Linked DNA regions of Bombyx mori: region 1 is linked to region 2. A link is a contact called in public Hi-C data. All regions are on one chromosome and are shown on one strand. The core of a region is the stretch at or near the end of the contact, and the rest is flanking DNA. Distances in the headings are between cores, read along the strand shown.

Region 1 (5,242 bases), core at 122-2,621, 34 kb before region 2:
AATTATAAGTTCTTGACTTGACCATGACTATGTGACCCCCTCCTGGCACCAAAGCTGGATCCGCCCTTGGCTAATGACTTATGGTAGATACTTAATTGGGAGAACGTTACTACCCGATAATAAATGGCTATCAGAGTACATTTTTATTTATTTATTGCTTAGATGGATGGACGAGCTCACAGCCCACCTGGGGTTAAGTGGTTACTGGAGTCCATAGACATCTACAACGTAAATGCGCCACCCTCTCGAGATATAAGTTCTAAAGTCTCAGTATAGTAGACACATAGACATCAACATCGTAGCTTACAGTGCAATTGCTTTCCAACCCTTCAAACCTGAACGCTAATACGACTGTGTATTGCCCTTATAAAATAAATGGCTAAATGCATTCCTCTTTGGAGGGTAGGACCTTTAATCATAAAAATGGAAAATTCGTGTTCAAAAGTAATGTATTTTACTTTATTCTGCTCCGATAACTATTTAAAACCAGATAGACCATAAGTCTCTCTACTAATTAAGTGTAATAAAAAAATGCATACTGCTTGACCAGTATAAAATTTAGATCATCGGTAAGTTCTGATTTTTTACATTGCTCTTGTAGACCAACGAGCATACGGTTCACAGGATGGTGAGTGGATACACCTACTCTTGAATATCAGCAATGCCAGGGGCAGAGCCAAACCGCTGCCTACCGCTGAGTTTTCTCTGCAAGCCTCATTTGAAAAACGATATGTCATAGCACTCGGGAAGCACAGTGGAGGGGGAGCTCATTCCAAAGATGGATGGTATGTGGCATAAAATATTTCTGGACACGCACTGTGAACAGACGCAGTGATTCCACCTAGTATGGATGAATTCTTCTGACAGGCAGCACGGTAGTAAAAACGAGATGAAGAGATCATCTCAATCAATATCTCAGAGTGCTCTTTAAGGAATATACAGTAAAAAACATATTGAGAACCGTAGCCATTCCAGAGGCTCCAAACGATCAACAACAATCCGAACGGCGCTCTTCTAAACGGAGTCAAATGGGAGTCGCTGGTATTTGGGAGCCCCAAGCCAGAGGTGGGAGCACTACACCACGCTTCCTTCTCCTAGCGTAAAGAACCACTTCGCTCTTTCCGCTTCGCTCGACTCCCAGGATCCTTAAAGCCAAGTTGACAATCGGAGTCAAAGATAAGCAGGCTATGATTAAATTTGATTGGATTAAACATTGACTCCATTATCTCAGTAATCGTGGAAGGTTGTAAGCATACCCCTTGGAATTGTGGTGCCATGACTAAAACGTCCTTCTGCGCATCAAAGGCACAAAGCTGTGATTGGTTACTGTTTTTTTTTAAATGCCGTGAATATTAAATTCTGAGATCTAGCAACACTTAAAATACCTTCAAATCGACAGTCATAATAGTAATATTTTGTCAGTTGGCTTCGCTGTCAAACAGAAAATGGCAGCAACGAGTGTTGTCGTTCTCGACAGAGGCAACAATACAACATGTACCGTAAATCTTTTCGGTGAGTGTTAGATTTTATTACTGCATCTTTCAACTACACAACAATAAGACTGAAATAATTTACTGAATTGAACTGTCACTAAGATCATTCGTTATACCACATAACCTCAGTTCTTTATTTATATTTGAAGAGACGCGCGCGTAACTTAAAAAAAAACAACAAATTTTAAATTTATTGGATTTACAATTTGCCTATTGTATGAATGTCCTCGAGTTGAAATTTAAAATGTAATAAGCGCACCTTCGTATGTACCGTGTATTAGGTGTTTAGTTGAGAGGTAACAAGTTTTTTTTTCTGAGTGAATAGAATAGAGTTGTCTGCGGCGAGTCTGACCTTGGCTATTGGATTGTAGGAAGTAAACTGTAGATACTTTTAAATTGTAGGTTGGTATTTGATGTACTCACAAAAAAAAACCAAAGGTAAGATCAGTGATTAGTTTCAGAATCTGATCAATAACAGTGTGATATTAAACTTTTAAAACTTCATAAAAATAATTATTTGATGTTAGTTAACTTATGATGGCTTGAAGTCCAACCATATATAAATATAAAAGCCATAATTAATGTACCAAACTTTTCCAAAAAGAAATAAAAAAATCCAAGAAATTTTAAAATGTAATTTGGGTTAAAACATTTTTAAAGGAACCTAGTTTGAATGATTCAATGTAACAATAAAGCACCATTTTGGGCGCAGAAATTAAAATTACCAGAATCTATACATGTACTTTTTTTAATATTGTAATTAAAATTAATTATATTGAATAAAATTGGAAATATGATAACTAATAAAAACAATCTCTCCTAGGTGCTACTGTAGTGTCATGGAGGGTGAACAACCAAGAGCAATTATTTGTTAGGTAAGTAAAAATAAGAAGTTTTAATTACAAATATTAATTTATTAATTGACACAACTTGAAACGCTTGAAAGTAATGTAATTTATGTAAAAACAATGTAAATTGAGTAGTAATGCCATAAACTAACCAAGAATATTAATATTCTGTTATTTTATATTTTAAAAAAACTTCGGTCGAATTTGCAAAATACAATGCAGTTTTTAATAAACTTCATGCACACATTCACACAAAAGTCATTTCACTATCTTAGCCAGCTACACCTTTTATAGTAGGCAGCGGCTTGGCTCTGCCCCTGACATTGCTGAAGTCCATGGGCGACAGTAACCACCCGCCATTAGGTGGGCCGTGTGCACGTCCGCCTACAAGGGCAATAAAAAAACATGGTGTGCAATCGAATAATATGTAAACCCTGATCTTGGCCAAGTTTATCAACATATTGATATTAACCATATTTTAATGTTACGAATGGACCAACAGGATTTTGGTCCACCTGATATTAAGCAAGTAGTTATTGGGGCCACAAAATTGGGGCACATCGTAAATACCACCACCCACTACAAAGCATAAAATGAAAATCATAATATATATATATAGTATTTGTCTGTCTCATACTCCCAAAACTGAAACGCATGATTGCTTGCTGAAGAAACCGGCAGGAATAGTGGTATCTACCCGTGTAGCTGACATTACGCCATACCGTCAGTATTACGCAAGCAAAAAAAAAAAAAATTAATTTGATGATTTTCTTACACGACGTTTTTTCTTTATCGTGGAAGGCATTCTTAAGCAAATGTCACGTACGTATTTATGGAAGAAAATATAGGTAGGAAGTATACACGTGTGTAGGTAGGTAAAAACCCTCCCACCATGTGATTATTACATACATTTACCAAAAACATTTTTCATATTCTTCAACGTGCTTGCAAGCTTTGAAAGAAGTCCTTTTTATTCTTTTACTAATTGTAATCGCCGAGGCTTATAAAAAAAGGGCAATAAATGCAATAAAAAAAAAAAATAATTAAAGTAGGCACTCCATACTAGATATACGTTACTTAAATTGAATAATAATTAAAATTCATTAAAAGCTGTCTTGTAAAATTTATTAATAATTTTACGTCATAAATCTATCTATGACAAGTACCGATACGGTATGGTTATAATTCATAGATTTAAAAAAATATTCATATATATATTTACATATCATAAAACTTTATATGCATTAATCAAATTATTGAGCTAGTCAATTGCCGGGTTCAATGTACAAAACCTTTCGACTGTAAAGTTTATTATATCAAAAAAATATTAACACCACACCAAAACTTTTCCAATTTATTTGACAATATTTGAATTGCATTATATTCGTGCGCGCGCGTATGTGTGTGCAGGTTTATCATTATTATTATTTTCTAATAATTTTTGGTAAATCAACAAAGCAAAGTCGCAAATAATTCGATTTTGCGTAATATAATTTAACTGAGACGAAGTCTGTATTAATATTCATTGACTTGACTGTATTTAGCAACAAAAAGAAAATTAATGCTCGAATGAGCGTTACCTAACGTTTTTTTCTTGCGGGATTTGGTAGCGTCGATACCGGTGATGGAAAACATTTTGAGGTAACCAAGAAAGACAATATCCAAACAACCTACCTTAGTTCTTGGATATGTTATCTTCAATGCTTGTGAGATATTATAATCGCTACTTGTGATACAATAAAAGATTATCATTAAACATTTTACTGGTGGTAGGACCTCTTGTGAGTCCGCGCGAGTAGGTACCACCGCCCTGCCTATTTCTGCCGTGAAACAGTAATGCGTTTCGGTTTGAAGGGTGGGGCAGCCGTTGTAACTATACTGAGATCTTAGAACTTATATCTCAAGGTGGGTGGCGCATTTACGTTGTAGATGTCCATGGGCTCCAGTAACCACTTTACACCAGGTGGGCTGTGAGCTCGTCCACCCATCTAAGCAATAAAAAAAAAAAACATAGACCAAGTTTTAGCGGAACTTGCGTCACAACAATAAATGATCGATGTTCTTCGTTAGAAGGTTAAAGAATAACAACATAAAAGCTATCACAAAATGAAACTCTTCTTTTCAATGGTTTTCGGCTAAACGAATTATATTGTTTAACGTATAGCAATCGTTTGACGTCACATTTGATGGTTTGATCTACGGATGTTACAAGTACCTCTTTAGTATCATAATGCAGGTTGCAGATCACGACCTAAGCTACGTCACTACCTCAGTTCGTATTGCTTAGGTAATCATCACAGATAAACTACAAAAGTCCATTACTGTCCATAGTTTGGGTCGAGTGTAACGATCATGGGAATTCTCTCAACGTGACAACGTAAAGTATGTAAATTAAAACAGGAGAAGCTAAGTTAGTTTCTTTGCTGATCGAAATCTGCGCGAGTTAAGCTCAGCTTCTCTTGCCACAGTGGCACATCATTGACCAATTGTGATTAGTTCCGTGCGAAACGCAATTAATAGTGAAAGATTGAATCTGTTGATTTATTCAAGGTACGGAATTGTGTTTAAAGTAAGTATTATGTTTATGTTCAATATCTAAATATACCGTATATTTTATATAAATAAATAATTATTTGCCGTGACTGACTTGACTAATTCATTAACGCAGAGCCTGTTGGGCTAGTTGAGAATAAGCGCTGAAATGTAGCATGAAAGTCCGTCATCTATATATTAATACGTGAAGCAAAAACTTTGTATCCCTTTTTACGAGAATTGCGCGGACGGAGGAGTATGAAATTTTTCACACTTATAGAGAATATAGAAAAGAAGTGCACAATGCTAATATTTTTATTAAATAATGCATAAAACATACATTAAATCAATAAAGAAAACATTACACAC
Region 2 (5,180 bases), core at 148-2,647:
CCCCAACATGGTGTGCGTGGAGGCCGGGCGGGTGGCCGCGCCCATCGTGTTGCTCCCCGGCACCGCGTTCGAAGCCAGCCAGATCCTCCAGGTACTTCACTCTACTGGAACCTTCGATCAACATTAGTAACTGAAGGCCGCGACCGAAACAAATCCGGAAACCGCTCGCTCAGCCGGAGTCCTCAGTCCTCGCCGAACCCGTCGCTTGCGATAAAAGGCTCGGCGAGTAAATTAACCCATAGACACAGCCCACTGAGTTTTTTGCCGGATCTTCTCAGTGGATCGCGATTCCGATCCAGTAATAGATTCAGCGAAGCACTGCCCTTGCTAGGGCCAGTTTTAGCAACACTCCGGTTTGAGCCCCGTAAGCTCACCTACACGTCAAGGAGAAGCTGAAATAGCCTCTCAAGGCTATCAGCATAGATAAGGGAAAAAAGGTCACGAGCGAATTTGTGATTAACTTGTTAAGATCTGTATATAATCTGTATTTTTATCACAATTTCAAACCTTTGCTGTCCTCAAATACTTTTTTGTTCCGACTTCAATATACATGTTTTGTGCCCTTATTTCATAGGTAATGTAGACGGATGGCGCCGGAGTTCACATGTAGCCGTCCACACGAGCGAAGTCAATTCACGAGGAACGTACGTAACAATGAGACAATATAGTATAATATGTATGGATGAGGCGGGGCGCTGCGGTCGCCAGCTCGGCTATACTGGTTTATAACAATTATAATCTAAGGTTAAGTTTTATTCGATTTTTGCTAGAGAGATAGAAAGGATTTAAAAAAAAAGCCTGTAAAAGTTGTATGGGAAACACTAAAAAAAAATTACATCATACATTTTGGCGCAGCACGTAATGTAATACGAATAAAACGCAACCGTCACGCGGGTTCGATGACCTCGAAGCATAGAGCGTTCGTCGGCTGGTTTTTAAATTAATTAATGTTTTATGTCAAGGAAGTCCATTATTTTTCGTCTTCGGAAAATAGCTACTACCGTTTCTAAAATACTTCTACTGTACAATCTCTAAAATTCAATTTTTTTCTTCGGTTTCATTTCATGCGGCGTCTTTAAAAATTTTGTAAAACTATTAAATTGCAAACAAAATCGAGTTACTTGTATCAAATAGGTAACTTGAATACGCTATATATTTTTTAAATTTAAAACGTTATAAAAGTTAATAAATGAATTTCGAAATCTGTTGTACGTTAAGTTAATGTTAAGTTTAAATTTTCTTTGTGTTTAAATTGTGCGCGTTAGACCGAGTTCACACGGTATTGTCCTGCACGTTTGTTTGCAGTATACGTCTTAACGAATGAATAGTGGCACATACATTGTACATAGAACCATGCACATGTTGTTTGTACTGCAAAAAATCGTACACCGCTTATGCGTTTAAACGAATACTCAACGGACTTGTCAAGAAAATCGAATGAATTTTAACGTTGGAGTGACGAATAGTATAAGCTCTATCTCTTTCACACGTTCGTTTTTACACGAATGAAAATCTACCGTATGAACACCCGAGTGATTGTACGTTAAAATAACGAATACAAAAAAAACGTGCAGGACAATGCCGTGTGAACACAGCCTTAGGTTTCCAAACGTAGAACTTTGTACTGCAGGCCCTTACAGATGGCGCGCCGGTTTACTGGCCCACAATCTTTCAGTTTGACGAATGAATTTTATAAGAGCATTCGTTGCTGTGTTACTTGGTGGTTCCTAAGATTAGCATGACTCGTAGAGGCCTACAAATTTTATCATATTAAAATACAGTTTACGCCTGTCCGGGTAGATGCAACCATCTCGACTATTCCTAAAGCCGCTTTCAGACTACGCTATAATATAATAGCATATAGCTCATAGCACAACAATATCGCACACCATACATTATTATGGACATGTTCACACTGTATCACTGTACTATATTATTATATTATTGGCTAAGTACAGGCTGCTATACTATATGGCACTAGTATAGCGTAGTCTGAAAGCAGCTTAAAGCGAATCTGTCATACGTTCTGATTTGAAGGGACCGTTTTTATGCAATACATTACATGATTTCCATAGGCTGCAATAACTGTTTAATACCAGTGGGCTTAGTGCGAGTCTTTTAAGGTTCTCGATAGCGTAAAAGTTAGCTCATATTTGTATGGAATGGGATCGTTTGCGTACGTTTGCCGCTAGGGGCGCTGTTCCAACTGCTTACAAAATTAGGTTAACTTTTACGCTATCGTGAACGTTAAGAAACTCGCACCAAGCACACAGATGGGTCGTGAGTTGACTCACCAAGCTATATAGCATTGGCAGCTACGGTATTTTCGATCATTCCGAATGCTTGATGTACGAATTGATTTAGTACGTATATTTTATTACTGAATATTGTTCATGTTACATTTATGGTTTATAAAGTTCAGTAGGGCAAGCCCGCGTTACTGTAATGTAATAATACAATTAATTCATCAAATACTAAACTTCTAATTTGATTGTGGGACATAACAGAAAAAAACATTCCTTTTTGTAAATTTAATTAATTACAGATTTACTTATTTAGTTGGATATATTTTAAGTACTACAGAGCTTCCTATGCGTTTTCATTTTGCTTTTTATTTTAAACTATTATTAAAAAAAATTGGGAAATTTGTTGGCAACATCTATTTCGGTAATTTCCAAAACAAAAACGTAGACAACTAAATAATACATGTCAGCTGTGTGGTGTATTCGGAAATTTATTAGAAATTTTTGCAGGTAGTTTAAAATAAAAAAGCATAATGAGCGAGAGATTTTGTAAATCTCACTTGCCTTTTACCCTTAGGGTTCCTCTTGTTTCAATCTTGTTCTCGTTATAATATTGTTCTATTGTGTTTACGTGTCTAAGTTATATGAATTTCTAATACAAAAGACGGTGCTTCTCTGTATGAATAATTTTTGAAATCTGAAATTCATCATGTATTTCTTTGAAGTTGGACATTTGAATAACTGGGTCAATGTCGACATCAAGCGTCATTTCTTCAAATTTCGCCTTATTCTTCTTAATCCTGTTGAGCGAAGCTTTTGAAATACACCAATAAAGTTCAGAACACGATCAGTTTTGGAGACAATTTATTAGATGTGTTAAGAGTTAACTGCATTGTTAGGATTTTTTAATAGTAATAAAATTAATTAGATTAAAATTTTAAATTTGCATAAATTTAATCTGCCCCAATATAATTTTGAAATTTATATGTATTGTAAGCGTAACAAATGTTCGGATGTGTCTCCATTAAAAATGTCCATTAAATGATAGTTATATCTGAAAATAACTGAATTAAGCACTGATTTATCCTCAATAAATAATCCAGCCATTTTTACTAATCCTATTTTCTCGATAGTTGTCATAAAAGCCTCTTGATTTTACTTTTCAAATTGTAAATTCTGTTAACGGATCCTTTAAAAATGTGTTATTTTATATACAAAAAAATGTACAGTGTACATACATAAGAAGTACAAATCTGTATTAAATTGTGATTTTTAAATACATTTTTTTTTTCTCTTAATATTTGAGACATTTTTGGAGGCTTTTGAAGTATACGACGACTAATATAAGAATTAAGTACTTAGATAATACGAGTTCCTTGGTTTTTTTTTTTTCGAACGATCGAAGAGTATACCTTTTCACACAAATATTATTATTAGTATGTTAATTAAAAATGGTTGTATGCGACATAATGAACTTAAGGTTTTTTACTTCCAAATATTTTATATCTGTTTTGGATATTATTATAATATTAAGTAGTTTCTGATGTCTTGTTTATTTTTATCCTACGGTTATCATATGTCGCATTTTTAAGCTCTCATTTAATCGGTAAGTTTTAAGTAATTCCATTTGAATAAGTCAATTAAGACTATAATGTCCATTGTTTTAATGTAGTAATACTAGTAATAATTTTAGATCTGTGACATTGTTACAACGAAGTGTACTTTTGTAGGTGCAATAAAGTAAACTAAACATTTATTTATTTATTTTATTAACAGAACTACCCTCTATACTGTATGATTAGACCGACGCCTCTTTGTTGCTGTTAGGTAGATCCCAAGCTCCTACTTCGGTCAATAAATCCTTTTTCGTTACAAAATAGTCTTTGTACCACATGATGTGTTCTTTTTTCTCCTGGGCGGTGTAAAATGGATTCTTTGAGAGTCCGACGCAGACGAGCTCCATGAAGTGGCGTATCGGTCCTTTCTTCGGGCACCAGTCTTCTAGATGTGTGTCCAAAAATATGTGCTCGGAGAAATGTATCTTTTGTTCCTCTTCCAGCCCTAGAATAACGAAAACGAACAGTTTAAACTTAGTAAAGCCTCTGTGGTATAGGTAAGTCGGCCAGTGTAGTGGCACAGGAGCGATGCGACAATTATGGTTCACGTTTTTTTCCAAAAAAAAATGTCATTTAAAAAAAACGAACCTATGGATCTTTTACATTACACTGGCAAAGATGAAACAGTTAAAGCGTTTATTTTCTCACCTGTTTATGAAACTTTTTTTTTAGTGTCTATTAACTTTTTTGCTTACGTGTTGCTAGCGATCTCGAGGGATTCTGCTAGCTTCAATTGACGTGATCTATTAACGATCTTTAGCCGAGCTATTAGATTTTTGTTTATTTTTTAAATATCCTAAATAAACTACATTGTTTTAGTAATACAATTTTAACGGCTGGGAACACTGGTGGAACTAGGTGGTAGGACCTCTTGTGAGTCCGCACGGGTAGGTACCACCACTCTGCCTATTTCTGTCGTGAAGCAGTAACGCGTTTCGGTTTGAAGGGTGGGGCAGCCATTGTAACTATACTTGAGAACTTGGAACTTATATCTTAAGGCGGGTGGCGCATTTACGTTGTAGATGTCTATGGGCTCTAGTAACCACTTAACACCAGGTGGGCTGTGAGCTCGTCCACCCAACTAAACAATAAAAAAAACACTAGTCTGTATAAATTTACGTAATTATTAGAGCACCCTGTGCAGCTTGCTTATGTAGATATTATTTCTTCCGCAACGAAATCACGAGTTCTAGTTTGAGGAGAGTGGTAGTATTTGCGGTAGGGTTATAAGGTGAGTGCCGGCTTTCAGATTTCGAGATAAAAGGTCTTAAAGCTTAGCAGGGTGTAAGATTGAAGCCATCTCTGCCGTTATCCATATAGC

What was found. A called contact is a pair of places that touch in the nucleus more often than the background predicts.
Region 1: a contact with region 2 is called in a Hi-C map of whole pupa, with 1.9 times the contacts expected there. The contact joins the promoter of LOC101736196 here to the enhancer-like site in region 2. A contact is called at or near these places in 3 of 7 Hi-C or Micro-C datasets (middle silk gland and whole pupa).

The regions. Positions count from the first base shown.
Region 1 is chr5:15,461,713-15,466,954 of ASM3026992v2, reverse strand. It overlaps LOC101736196, which reads left to right and starts at 1,371. Exons shown (of 8, transcript XM_012693836.4): 1 at 1,371-1,512; 2 at 2,317-2,368. The coding sequence starts at 1,446.
Region 2 is chr5:15,428,283-15,433,462 of ASM3026992v2, reverse strand. It overlaps LOC101736196, which reads left to right. Exons shown (of 8, transcript XM_012693836.4): 7 at 1-91; 8 at 575-3,999. The coding sequence ends at 583. LOC101736059 (small ribosomal subunit protein mS31) reads right to left here. Exons shown (of 6, transcript XM_012693835.4): 6 at 3,996-4,304. The coding sequence ends at 4,042. Among protein-coding and RNA genes, the nearest start is that of LOC101736059, 6.1 kb to the right of the region's middle. Within about 2 kb of position 1,397, at least 4 of the 8 cell types and tissues checked have open chromatin away from gene starts, as enhancers often do.